Regions from separate parts of the Sus scrofa genome. Here region 1 is linked to region 2. The links are chromatin contacts, called in public Hi-C maps. All regions are on one chromosome and are shown on one strand. The core of a region is the stretch at or near the end of the contact, and the rest is flanking DNA. Distances in the headings are between cores, read along the strand shown. Region 1 overlaps SULT2B1 (sulfotransferase family 2B member 1). Region 2 holds the start of LOC102165847 (zinc finger protein 664-like).

Evidence for each region. Hi-C and Micro-C count contacts between places; a contact is called where the count stands out from the background.
Region 1: a contact with region 2 is called in a Hi-C map of embryonic fibroblasts, with 1.8 times the contacts expected there. The contact joins the enhancer-like site here to the promoter of LOC102165847 in region 2. A contact is called at or near these places in 1 of 5 promoter capture datasets (liver) and 8 of 47 Hi-C or Micro-C datasets (alveolar macrophages, embryonic fibroblasts, fetal skeletal muscle and 5 more).

What each region holds. Positions count from the first base shown.
Region 1 is chr6:53,937,466-53,944,057 of Sscrofa11.1, forward strand. The region is part of intron 1 of SULT2B1 (sulfotransferase family 2B member 1); the gene reads left to right. Among named protein-coding and RNA genes, the nearest start is that of SULT2B1, 13 kb to the left of the region's middle. Within about 2 kb of position 4,991, at least 14 of the 83 cell types and tissues checked have an H3K27ac peak or open chromatin away from gene starts, as enhancers often do. A contact at or near this core is called in embryonic fibroblasts and skeletal muscle, where this site is marked.
Region 2 is chr6:53,683,147-53,690,605 of Sscrofa11.1, forward strand. It overlaps LOC102165847 (zinc finger protein 664-like), which reads left to right and starts at 1,629. Exons shown (of 5, transcript XM_005664651.3): 1 at 1,629-3,024; 2 at 3,629-3,736; 3 at 4,176-4,391; 4 at 6,913-7,308. The coding sequence starts at 4,281. It overlaps LOC110261015 (a long non-coding RNA gene), which reads right to left and starts at 3,332. Exons shown (of 3, transcript XR_002344717.1): 1 at 3,201-3,332; 2 at 2,979-3,060; 3 at 855-1,183.

The DNA.
Region 1 (6,592 bases), core at 3,741-6,240, 260 kb after region 2:
CATATCTTGCAAATGGTCTATATATCGGGAGTTCCCTTTGTGGCACAGCAAAATGAATCCTACTAGTATCCATGACGACACAGGTTTGATCCCTGGCCTCACTCAGTGGGTTAAGGATCCAGTGTTGCTGTGAGCTGTGGTGTAGGTCACAGATGAAGCTCGGATCCCTATTTGCTGTGGCTGTGGCATAGGCCAGCAGCTGTAGCTCCAGTTCAACCCCTAGCCTGGAAGCTTCAATGTGCCTCGGAGGGGGGGGTCCTAAAAAGCGAAAAACAAAAACCAAAAAACAAAAAAACCAAATGGTCTATGTATAATTTTTTGTAAGCAGAAAAAATAATGATTCTAAAACTTTAGATAGTAATAATTTCCATCTGTTGTTAAAATAATCGAAAATGTGAAAAAAAAACATTAGGAATTTTCCTCAACAGGAAAATAATTTTTAAAAGATTAGCTATTTTTTAATGATTTAAAGATTAGATATATCTTTCAGCTATTTTTTCCCAAAGTTGAATAGAATTTTATTATTTTTCTAATTTATTTTTCATTAAACGAATGATTCCTTAAATTATGTAGTGCTTTACAATTTTCAAAAGTTTCGGAGTTCCCAGCATGGCTCAGCAGAAACAAATATGACTAGTATCATGGGGATGCACGTTCGATCTCTGGCTTCGCTCAGTGGATTAAGGATCCGGCGTTGCCGTGAGCTGTGGTGTAGGTCACAGATGCGGCTCGGATCTGGTGTGGCTTTGGTGTAGGCCAGCAGCTATAGCTCTGATTGGACCTCTAGCCTGGGAACCTCCATATGCTGCAGGTGCGGCCCTAAAAAGACAAAAAAAAAAAAGTTTCATATACATGATTTCGTATAATCTCATAATAACCCTTTTTTAACCCCCTCCTCCTGTGTTGCCCTCCCCACTTCCTTCTCCTCCCTGGTAACTGCTGGTTTGTTCTCTGTATCTGTGAGTCCACTTCTTTTTTTTTTTGTTTTATTCACTAGTTTATTGTAGTTTTTTGGGTTTTTTTTTCTTCTTTCTTAATGGCTGAACTTGTCTCATATGGAAGTTCCTGGACCAGGGATTGAATCCAAGCTGCAGCCGTGACCTATGCCCAAGCTGCAGAAACACTAGATCATTTGATCCACTGTGCCAGGCTGGGGAATAAATCCTCACCTCTGCAGTGACCTGAGCCACTGCAGGTGGTTTCTTTTTATTGTTATTATTAATGATTTATATTGGCAGTTGGATTCTCAACCCACTGCACCTACAGCAGGAACTCCTGTAGTTTATAGATTCCACATATAAGTGATACCATTTGTCTTTCTCTGTATTTGTCTTTCCCTCTCTGACTCATATCACTTAGCACAATACCTTCTAGGTCCATCCATGTTGCTGCAAATGGCAACAGTTCATTCTTTTTTCTGACTGCATAATATTCCATTGCATATATATGTACCACCGCTTCTTTACCCATTCATCTGTTGATGGACACATAGGTTGTTTCCGTACTTTGGCAATTGTAAATAATGCTCTTGGAACTATTTTTTAAAAAAATGATGACTGCAGATTTGAAAAGACTGTCATAATAGAGTAACTAAAGAAAAGCAAGATGCAGAGTAAATTGTAAGGTCTGGTATTAGTATTGTTTAGAAGAACTTGGAGGAGCAGAGAAGGAATCTGAGTGTTCTCGCTATGGCTATGCTCTCATGTACTTCCATAAGTGCAGTTAAGTTATGAGCCAAACTCGTTGTATGGGGATCCCCAAAGGCTGGCATAGCAGTGCTGGGGGACCATTAAGTTTTTTTTTTTTATTCTTGGCCACCCCAAGGCATATGGAGCTCCTGGGCCAGATCAGAGCTGAAGTCGCAACCTTAGCCACAGCTGTGACTGTGCTGGATGCCCAACCCACTGTACTGGGCCCAGGATGCAGCCTGTGTCCCAGCGGTCCCAAGACACAGCCAATCCTGTTGAGACACAGCGGGAGCTTGGGGTGGGGGAGGGGAACCATTAACTTATTAACAAACCCAGATGGGAGTCCCTGCTGTGATACAGTGGAAAGGAATCCTAATCGTATCCAAGAGGATTGGGGTTCAATCCCTGGACTTACTCAGTGGGTCAAGGATCCAGCATTACCAGGAGCTGTGGTGTAGGCTACAGATGCAGCTCAGATCGGGTGTTGCTGTGGCTATGGTGTAGGCTAGCAGCTGCAGCTTGGATTCAACCCCCAGCCGGGTAACTTCCATAAACCGCGGGTACAGCCCTAAAAAGTGAGAAAGAGAAAAAAAAAAGATCAATAGATACAGGATTTGTTATTTTCCTAATTAGATTCTCTAAAAAGAGAATATGCATGTGTCGTCTCAAGGCAGTTCTAGCCGATGTAACAAACATCCCCACACTTCTGGAGCTAAATTAAGGTGGTAGAAAGTCATTTCAGACTCACATTCCAGCCCCAGGTGGCGGCCGGGGAGGGGGGTGGGTCCTCCTGGTCACGTGACACCTAGAGGCCCAGCCTCTGCCATCTTCCACCCTCCACTCCCCCAGTCCCTGGAGACATCTCTCTGGTACTGCCAGCCAAGGGGGCAGAGGGCAAGGACGTGGCAGTCACTGCCTTTACTCTGTGTTCACAATTGAGAATTCAAGAGGTGCAGAAAAGCCTGAAATGGAAAATTCTGGTTCCCACAACCACCCCAGATCCATTCCTTGAGTAACCATTTCTGATGCTTCCCTGCCAGAAAATTTCTCTTTTTTAAGTTTTTTGGCTGTGCCTGTGGCAAGTGGAAGTTTCTGGGCCAGGGATGGAACCCTCACCACAGCAGTAATCAGAGCCTCAGTGGTAACAATGCTGGATCCTTAACACACTGAGCCACCAGGGAACTCCCAGAAAATGTCCCTTGATGTGCATATCTTGTCTTTATTTACTCTGTTTTTTTGGAGGTGGGGTCTTTTTAGGGCCCCACCTGCAGCATATGGAGGTTCCCAGGCTAGGTGGCAAATTGGAGCTACAGCTGCCTGCCTACACCCCAGCTACAGCAACACAGGATCTAAGCCATGTCTATAACCCACACCACAGCTCACCGCCATGCTGGATCCTTAACCCATTGAGTGAGGCCAGGGATCAAACCTGCATCCTCATGGATACTAGTCAGGTTCATTACCTCCGAGCCACAATGGGAACTCCCTACTTGTTTTTATTTATTTATTTTGTTTGTTTTTTAGGGCTGCACCTGAGGCATATGGAAGTTCCCAGGCTAGAGGTCAAATCAGAGCTACAGCTGCCGGCCTACACCACAGCCACAGCAATGCAGGATCCAAGCTTCGCCTGTCATCTACACCACAGCTCACGGCAATACTGGATCCTTAACCCACAGAGCCAGGCCAGGGATCAAACCCGAAACCTCATGGATCCTAGTCACGTTCATTAGTGCTGAGCCGCAACGGGAATGCCCCTACTTATTTTTTAAACATAATTAAGATACTACTTTATATCTGTCTCTTGTCAAACATTACACTTTTTGTAATATCTCAGTCATCTTCCCAAATAAATGCCACTTCTTCACTCCTCTAACATTTTATTATGAGATTTTCAAAACTTATAAAAATGTTGGTGGATGGGAATTCTCTTCGTGGCTCAGTGGTTAACGAACCTGACTAGGATCCATGAGGATGTGGGTTCAATCCCTGGCCTCGCTCAGTGGGTTAAGGACCCGATGTTGCCATGAGCTGTGGTGTAGGTCGTAGACGCAGCTCGGATCTGGCATTGCTGTGGCTGTGGCTAGACTGGCAGCTACAGCTCTGATTCTGCCTCTAGCCTAGGAACTTCCTATGCCGTGGGTGAGGCCCTAAAAAGCAAAAAAAAAAAAAAAAAAAAAAGTTGGTGGAATGATTTAATGAACTGCTCTCTATACCTGCTATCCCTAACATTTTATTATACTTGCTTTATCCTATGTCTGTGCGTCCTTCTCTCCATCCAGCCATCCTTCTTATTTGTGGTGAGTTTCAAAGCAGTAAGCCACAGACATCAGAACATTCACCTTAAACTTGCCAGGCTGCGTATACACAGACTTCGATATTGGCTTATGGCTTTTTCCAGATGGAAGCTGTTTCTGTGCGGTACATTGCACGCATGTGAAATGCGCCAGTTTGAGACATATATGCGTAACCCAAATCCACAGAAACGCCTCCTTTTGAATGGCTGGATTTCAGTGTTTTCCAGCTGTGATCCAGTTCATCCAGTTCTGATGTATCTAACCAGTTCTCTGTTGTTCAGGTTCATCTTATAAACGATGCTGCAAGTAGCCTCGCGGTACCTATATCCTGGGCACTTCCTCAAGGGCACCCACCCAGGAAATGCCTGGGGGTCAAGTTCATTGGTGCATCTAATAGATGTAATGGACTGTTGCCTGTCTGATGCTGGTTCTTGGAGGCGGGAGACGCGAGACGCAGAATTTCGGCTCCCTTGTAACCGCATTACTAGTGGGGAAGATGGATTGAAAGAAGTCACTAGACAAAGAAAATAGTTGCTAAGTATTAAGAGGACTAGTGAAAGAAATAAACAGGATGGATGCTGCGATAGGTAAAAATGCACCCTGGACGCGCGCACCCTCTGCTTTGGGGGAGGTGGCCTGTATAATTTACAAGCTGCCAAGTGACCTCGCAGAGAGGTTCCTCTAATCATTCCCCACCCCACCCCCTGGGCCGCCTGCCACCGCAGCCAGGAGTAGGAGGGCGAAAGAACCTGATTCTCCGCGCTGCGGCCAAGGCATGAGTCATTCCGCTGAGGTGGAGGTGGCCGGAGGTGGGGACGCTTGCCCAGATGGGCTCCAAGCACAATTTCGGGAGGCGAGGCAAGGCACTCCTGCAAGGGAGACCAGCCCGGGCGAAAGCAGAGCAGCTGACGCCGGGCGTTCTGGCAACGAGGCGCACTGAACCCAGCCCGGGCTCCAGGAGCCTTGGCGCTGCGCTGCCTGCGGAGAAAGTCAAGTGGACCACAGGCGCCCGCTGTGAGTCAGCAAAGTCCTCCTGAAACTGAATCGCATTCCTGGAGGGCGGGGCCGCTCACAAGGTGGGGGGGGGCGGCGGTTCCCGTCCCACCAGAGCCCTGAACCCCCGTGGCCTCTCCCTTCTTTTGCACTCATGGTCCCCTCTGGTCCCCACACAACACTGGTCCCTCCGCTCCTTCAGGTCGGCTCGACCTCCACCGATCTCAGCGAGCCCTCGCCTGACTCCATCCGTCTCAAACTGCAAACCCTCCTGACCCCAGACGCACCCCATCCCGCACCGCTTCAGGTTTTCCCACCCCCTTCCGAGGCGCTACTTGTAAAACATCCTGCTTTAACGTTATTGTTCATTTAAATGTAAACCGCATTAGGTTTGGTTTTGTTTTGGGGGCGTTTTTTGGCTTTGTTTTGTTTTTTGTTTGTTTTTTGGCTTTTGTATCCCTCCGCTCCTGGCACATAGTAGGCATTTAGTGAAAATGTGGGGGCTGAGGAGTGCCCGCTGTGGCGCCATGGAATGGCCAGTGTCTCTGCAGCACCAGGATGCAGGCCGGATCCTCTGCCCAGCACAGTGGGTTAGGATCCTGCATTGCCTCAGGTGTAGCTTAGGAGGCAACTACCTCTTGAATCTTAATCCCTGGCCAGAGGTTTAAGATCCATATGTCATGGGGCGCCCCCCACCCCCAAAAAAATCTCTGGGCTGAATTAATGAATTTGCCTCCCCTCAGGCTAAATGGCCTAAAGGTCCGAGATGGGGAGCTCTCTTTGGACATCAGACTGGATGTCCCCCATCACTGCTCATTCTTCAAATGAGACCAGAGAGGGCTTGAGAGTGATCTCAGGTCACACAGCACATCCAAGCCAGGCCTGGAATGTAGGCAGGAGTTGCTTCTCTGCACAACCTGGGTAGCCAAGAGGGATGCTGGCCGGCGGGATGTCTTATTATACTAATGGCTAATGGGCATTAAGTATTTATAGGAAGGAGGTTTTTTAAAAAAAATCAATCAGTGAAATTGATTTGTGTGTGAGCGAGTGTATCACTTTATGAATTTTAACACATGTATAGATTTGTGTAACCATCACCACAGTCAGGATACAAAACTGCACCATCAACCCTTGAAGGGTCCACCCTATCCCAGTCCTAGCTGCCCCACCCCCACCCGCAGCCCCATTTCCCCCCCCCCCGCCCCGCTACTGATTTATTTCCTGTTCTTATACTTCTGCGGGTGTGTGTGGATGTGTGTGGGTGTGTGTGGTGTTTCATTGGCTGCATCTGCAGCATTTGGAAGTTCACAGGCCAGGGATTGAACCCATGCCACAGCAGTGACAACGCCAAAATCTTTAACCACTAGGCCACCGAGGAACTCCCCTGTATTTTCAAAAGTGATCTATGCCTTTCCTATTGCTGCTGCAGCAAATGACCACCAATGGAGTGGCTTAAAGCCATACAGACGTACGCACCTGCATTTCTGTAGGTCAGAAGGCCAACTCCAGCATGGCTGGGCTCACATCGAAGCATCAGCAGATTGGCGTTCCTCCAGGGTCCTTCTGTGCCTTTTCCAGCTCCTGGAGGTCACCCGCATCCCTTGGCTTGTGGCCCCT
Region 2 (7,459 bases), core at 379-2,878:
GCTAGGGGTTGAATCGGAGCTGTAGCCACCGGCCTACGCCAGAGCCACAGCAACGCGGGATCTGAGCCGCGTCTGCAACCTACACCACAGCTCACGGCAACGCCGGATCGTTAACCCACTGAGCAAGGGCAGGGACCGAACCCGCAACCTCATGGTTCCTACTCAGATTCGTTAACCACTACGCCACGACGGGAACTCCAAGAGCTGGATCTTTTGAGGTGTAGTGGGAAGTTATCCAAATCAGTAGGAGGTTGTCATATGTGGCTAAAGTAATTAAATGGAATATAATGAAAAATTCAGTTCCTCAGTCACACCCCATTTCAAATCCTCAGTGGCTCTGCTGTATTGGACAGTGGAGATCTAGACTATTTCCATAATCTGGGAAATGTTTGTTGGCCAGCACTAATATACAGGATGAACTGGGATGTTACAGCAAATATGGAGTTTCCCGTTTCCTAACTGTCCGGCCATATCTCTCTTTTTTTTTTTTTTTTTTTGGTCTTTTTGTCTCTTTTGTTGTTGTTGCTATTTCTTGGGCCGCTCCCACGGCATATGGAGGTTCCCTGGCTAGGGGTTGAATCGGAGCTGTAGCCACCGGCCTACACCAGAGCCACAGCAACGCGGGATCCGAGCCGCGTCTGCAACCTACACCACAGCTCACGGCAACGCCGGATTTTTAACCCACTGAGCAAGGGCAGGGACCGAACCCGCAACCTCATGGTTCCTAGTCGGATTCGTTAACCAGTACGCCACGACGGGAACTCCCCGGCCATATCTCTTATCACTTGCCCTCCTGTTTCACCCACAGCAGGCTTCTCCCCGTTCCGCCCCATCCCCCACCCCCACCCCCCGCACATAGGACCAGTTTGATCTAGTTTTTGCCCCTGCTATTCCCTCTGCCTGGAATGCCCATCCAACTGTTTGTGTTTCAGACTTAAATGTCACCTCCCAGGAATAGATGCCCTTGACATCCCTATTTAAAGTAACCACTATCCCCTTCCCACCACCAGTCGCTATCCCATCCCCCCTTATTCTTTCTTTCAAAAACCGGATCTAAATTACTTGTTCATCATTTATCTTTAAAATTGTCCATCGTCCCCACTAGGGGGCGGCCTTGTGCTGCTTACCACGAAAAATTCCAGAGCCCAGAAGAGCACCCGGCACAGAGGGGATATTCCATAAACTGTTGATGAAATGAATGGAAGAGATTCAGAATTTGAGAGCAGAGATATGACATGGGAGATTGGGAGTTTTAGATAAACAGAGTCACAGGGAAGTTGAGGGGGATAGGAGAGGAACTGATATCAGGAATTGAGGTGATAAAAGAAGATGGGTATCTGGAATCTATGGCACAAATGAACCTATGTACACACACACACACACACACACACACACAAAGCCATGGACATAGGTAGTAGACTTGTGGTTGCCAAGGGGGAGGGGGAGAGGAGAGGGGGGATGGACTGGGAGTTTGGGGTTGGTAGATGCAAGCTATTGCATTTGGAGTGGAGAGGCAATGAGATCCCGCTGCATCGCCCTGGGAAAACTGTATCCAGTCACTTGTGATGGAACATGATGGAGGAGAATGTGAGAAAACGAATGTATGTATATGTGTAGCCACATCACTTTGCTGTACAGCAGAAATTGACAGAACATTGTAAATCAACAATAATAAAATTTTTAAAAAATAAATTTAAAAAATAAAATTAAAAATTAAAGAAAGGATGGAGCACAAGGGTTACATTAGAAAACAAATGAGGGTCTGGTAGAGGAGGACTTGGGATGTTTTAGCAGATTCACTGTTATTTGCTGCATTATTAAACTCCCAGTGCCTCAGTTTTCTTATCTGTAAAATGGGAATATCTATCACATAAGTTTGAGGATTGACTGCGATAACACATGGGATGTTTTCCGAAGACGGCCTGTCATCATCAAAGTTATTACTGATGTTAAAGCCAGAGCTGGGATACACAGGGTCCTGCTTTTTCGTCCCAGTCTGTTCCCACTTGGACTCACTGCACCTGGAAAGAAGCCTGGAGTTGCAAAATGGTTTGAAATCCACTCTGCTGAAGCCAGGCCATCTCAGACTCTCTGGCAACACTGTGTTCTTTGTAGCAACAACTGGCCGGTGATGGGTAGCAGTAAATCTCTACGCATTTGGTCCAGAACTCTCTTTATAGCTTTCCATCTGGCTTTCTTTACCCATCAAAATCCCATGCCTGCCTCCATGCTGATATTTAACTATCCCTGAACTACACTGTGCTAGGTGGGTCTGCTGGGTGGGTCACCTATAGGATCACCCCTATACACCCCAGGAGATAAGGATTGTGTCCGTTTTTTCCAGCTGGGAAAATTAAATCAGAGGGGTTCAGTGACTTATCCGAGGGCACACAGCAGAGAAGAGGGTAGGTCCTCCCTCAACCTCCACCCCCACACTTTTTTATTTTTTGCCAAGCCCGGGGTATGCGAAGTTCCAGGGCCAGGGATCTAACCCACGCCACAGCAAGGACCCAAGCCAGATCCTTAACCCGCTGTGCCACCACGGGAACCGTCCACCCCTGCACTTTCAAGAGCTTTCGTTTTAGCAGAAAGAGCGCCGGGATGGAGTCATACACAGCAGGCTCCCAATACGTGGTCATGCACTTGAGGCTCTTTCTCATTGAGCCTCGCTTTCTCCATGTGGAAAATAGGGATAATAGTAACTCAGACCGTTTTAAGAACTAAAAATCACATGCTTATACTATCTAGCACATGCTAAGCATATCGGTAATTGCTTGTCATTATATATCAGCCCTTTCCATTTCTTTTTGAGAGGCGGACGCTGTGGGTTGGCGTTTGAGGTGAATTTGGTGATGCTCCAAATTTCCATAGGGAGGGAAAACTCGCCGGGTCAACCTGATAAAAACCAGCCACGGTACCAGACAGGCATTACGCATGCGCATTCGGAAGAGCCAGAGGCACTGGGCCCAGAATCCTACCGTGGATGGAGACTCCCGTGAACCGGCAGAATACCTGGACCGAAAGGTGAGGCAGCGGAGTTTGGAGAGATACAGGTCGAATCTGAAAGGCACCAGGGAAGCCAGAGGTCTGGTCAGTCCCTAGTTGAAAGGACTCCCTTCATGGCTCACCTCACCTTCCACCCCCCGCTCTGGTAATGGTCTCGCCCGATTCCCGTTCTCTTCTACCACTCCAGGACGTACCAAGTTTCCAGAAGAGGGATGGGGGGCAGTGGGCCTGGGGGCGGAAAGGACCATTCGGCGAGCGAGACCATTGACACGGAGGTCAGGAGAAAATGGGGGGAAGGGCGAAAGGGGGCCCACACGGTTGGAAGAGGAGCGGAGAGGCCTTCGGGAGACCCTTGTTGGAAGGGCGCGGGGCCTGGAAGACCTTTATCGGGAAAAGAAGGCGGGGCCTCTGGATGGGCGGGTTCATTGGTGGGGAGGTAGGAGGTTGGGGTGGGCGAGTTCATTGCGTGTCCGACTGAGGGGGACGGAGTTGGTTGGGAGAGACCATTGTTAGTCTGGGGAGATTTGGGCAGTTCTTGAGGAGCAACCTCTTCATGTATGAATGGGGAGGGTCCGGGTGAGTGTGTGCGCGGGTAACAGGTTTGAATTGTGCCTTGAAGCAGGAGCTGGACTGTGACAGAGGCTCTGAGATCCGGGCGAACAACAGGTGCAAACGCCCCACAGTGGAAGAGTTAAGGATCTATTTGCAGAAGAGGGGGCTGCGCCGGAATGTAAGGTCCGCGGGCAAATATATCAAAAATGATGCTGGAGAGTATGTAGGGAGCCTGGACTGCTAGGCTGAGGGGCCTGACGCTGTCTCATGGTGCTGGGGAGCCATGGGAGGATCGTGAGCAGGCGAGGGACAAGGTCATCTGGCCGTAGAAAGACCTGTTTGGGGTCGTGTGGGTAACAGACTGGAGAGGGGAGACTGGAGGCAGGGAGGCCCGGGAGGAGGCTGGGCAAGGACACGCATGACCTGGATTCAAGGCTGTGGGGATGGAGAGTATAGTGCGACTGTCACCCCCCCACACACACACGCACCCCTTCCCAGGAGAGTCTTGGAGAGAGATGGCCTCCCTGGGCCTCTAGGGCAGATAAGACCCCTCTCCCAACACCAGCAGCATGGAAAAAGCCCTCCCTGTCGCCTCAGACCCCTTCTCTCTTCTTCAGCCCCCTTTGCCTCCTCACCACCGGGAGCTGACTGACAGCAGCCTCACCTCACCCTCTCTTTGGCATCTGGAGCCCAAGGACTGAGTCAGGGACAGACCTCACCTCATGAAGGCAGGAGACGGAGAAGCGGGTCCTGGAGACCCCCCAGACTGTCTGGGGTTCGATCCAGGTCAGCTGAGGATACACCCTGAAGAGCCTGAGGTCCCAGAAGAAGAGGTGAGCTCCCTGATCCCCACCTCACCCCAGTAGGAGCAGAGATTCAGGCAGCTGTGAGTGAGTGTGAGTCCCAGATCTATCACTTCCTGGCTTTGTGACTTGGCCCATGGACACACTGCTGTGTATTCACTTAAATGTTGGTGAACTCCGAATAAAGATCAGTACCCGCGTTAACAGAGTTGTTCCAGAATGAATTAGTTATTTAGTTATTTATTTACTTATTTAATGTTTATTTTGCTTTTTAGGGCCACACCCGCGGCATATGGAGGTCCCCAGGCTAGGGATCTAATCGGAGCTGTAGCCGCTGGCCTACGCCAGAGCCACAGCAACGCGGAATCTGAGCTGCGTCCGCGACCTACACCACAGCTCACAGAAACGCCGGATCCTTAACCCACTGAGCAAGACCAGGGATCGGACCTGCAACCTCATGGTTCCTAGTCAGATTCGTTAACCACTGAGCCACGACGGGAACTCCAGTTCAGGGACTTAATACACATGAATTGCTCAGAACAGTGCCCACATCCCCTGAGGATCCAATAACTAATGTTATTTCTGACCCTGTCACTGAATTCGCAGGGGACCGTGGACTGGTGAGGGCTGCTTTAGAGCCAGACTTCCCAGATTCAAATCTTGCCTCTTCTGCTTCCAAGCTCTGTGACCTCAGGCCAGTGACTCACCATCTCTGAGCTTCAGTTTATTGTGAGCACTTGGTCTGGTGCCTAATATCCAGCAAGTGTTGAATAAATGCCAAAGAAAAGGTTTTTATTACCAGCGTCCCCTCTGTGTTTGGAGTCTGGGCTGCCAATGGCAAGTCCTGGTTTCCTATGGCTGCCGAAACCAAGGACCACAGACTGGGTGACTTAAAACTACACCCATTTCTTCATTTACAGTTGGTAGTTCAGAAGTTCAAAATCAGTTTCACAAGGTGGAAATCAAGGTGTCAGCGAGGCTGTGCTGCCTCGGACGCCTGAGAAGTCATTTCCTTGCCTTTTCCAGCTTCCAGAGCTTCCTTACATTCCTCGGCTCCTGACCCTTCCTCTGTCTTCACAGCCAGCAGCTTTTAGTTCTGGGGTCACCTAGCCATCTTCTTCAGCATCAGATATCCCTCCGCTTCCCTCTTATAAGGACACTTATGGTTACATTTAGAGTCACGCAGAAAAGCGCCTCATCTCAAGATCCTTCATTCAATCATATCTACAAAGTCTCCATTACCCTTTGTTTGTTTGTTTGTGTTTGTTTTTCTACATTTGTGGCATGCGGACGTTCCTGGGCCAGGGTTGGAACTCGAGTCACAGCAGTGACAACATCAAGTCCTTAACTGCTATGCTACCAGGGAACTCCTCTATTACCATTTAAGGCAACAAGCCCAAGTTCTAGAGATTTAGGACTTGGATATATTTAGAGGCCATTCTTCAGCCTACCATATGACATAAAACAACAACAACAACTCAAACTTGTTTGAGCAGCAGAAGGTAATGTATTGCCTGACCTAACCAGAATGGAGGAAAGGATGCTTCAGGTGTAGCTAGATCTAGGTGCTCATCAGGAAGCCATCTCTTTCTTCTTTGGGGGTTGTTTTCTTCTATGGATATTTCATTGCCAGGCTGACTCTTCTCACAGGGTGCAAAAGAGGAACACAGACAGCTCCAGGCTCACATCCAAAGATAAGTACTCTGGAGAAAAATAAAGCCAGGAAGCGGGTAGGAAAAGTCAGAGGGATAGCATGAGTTTCCATTTTAAATAGGGTGGTAAGGCAAGAGCTGAAGGAGAAGTGACGTTTGACCAAAGACCTGACAAAGGTGAGGGAGGAACCCCACAGCTTTTGAGAGGAAGAGGGCTCTAGGCAACCACTCTGCTAGGGAACCTTGAGGATGCCTTAGGAGTGGCCAGAGCCTGGTGAGCCAGGGGTGAGGGTGAGCGATGAGGTCAAAGAAGAAAGGCAGGCGTGTCACGAAGGACTTCCTGGGTCAGAGTGAGGACTTGGGCTTTTCTCTGAGTTAGAGGGGAGCCAGGTAGGGCTCTGAGCTGAGAAGGGACTTCAGCCGACTTAGGTGTTAATAGGTGCCTTGTGGCTGCTATGTGGGGAGCAGACCTTGGGCGTCGAGGCAGAGAACTCAGGAGACCATGGCGGTAGCCCGAGAGATGATTTTGGCTTCCAGGAGGGTGCTGGCCTTGGGGATGGAAAGAAGTGGTCGGATTCTGGATGTATTTTCAAGTCAGTGGACTTGATGAGAGATTAGATGAAGATCTGTGAGAAAGGCGTGTCAGGTTTTTGCCCCGAGCACTTGGAAGAAAAGGAGGAGCTCCCTTTTGCTGACAGGAAGGCGCCAGGAGGGGCAGGGGTGGGGTGGGGAAGCAGGATTTCAATCTTAACCCTCTTGATCCGCATCACCGCTCCAGGAGGTCGGTCCCGTTATTTGCCCATTTTGTAAGTGTGGCGGCTGCAGCCCCAAGCTCACAGTCACGCCTGGGCAGGGGTGGGATGGGGGGATTACCCGAGCCCCTTCTTCACCTCTTCCAGGCTCCCGGAGGAGCCGAGGATGCGGCTCCGGTCCTGGTGCAGCTCATCGATGAGCACGGGGCGTACTCGACAGCGCGGCTGGTTCCGGACGCGGCAGCGGCGGCGGAGCGCTCCTCGAAGAGGGCGCCAGGCTCCCTCCGCGACAGCTCTGAGAGCCGGGAGGGGCTGCTCAGGAGGTTCAGCTGCGGGGCCTGCGGGAAAGCCTTCAAGCGCGCTTGGGAACTGCTGAGCCACGAGGTGGTGCACACTGCGGCGCGGCCCTTCCGCTGCGGCCTGTGTGCGGCCGCCTTCAAACGCCACTCGGACTGCAAGAGCCACCGCCTGGTGCATAGCGACGAGCGCCCTCACCGCTGCGACGCCTGCGGCAAGCGTTTCAAGCGAGCCAGCAACCTGCAGGTGCGGGGCCGAGGGGAGGCGGGGCCCGCGGGAAATGGGCGGGGCTGGGCGGGGCACGGGGAGGTGGGCAGGGTCTGGAGAGAGGGGTGGGGCCTGCGGGAAAAGGGGCAGGGCGGTGGAGGAGAGATGGGCGGGGCCTGAAGGAAAGGGG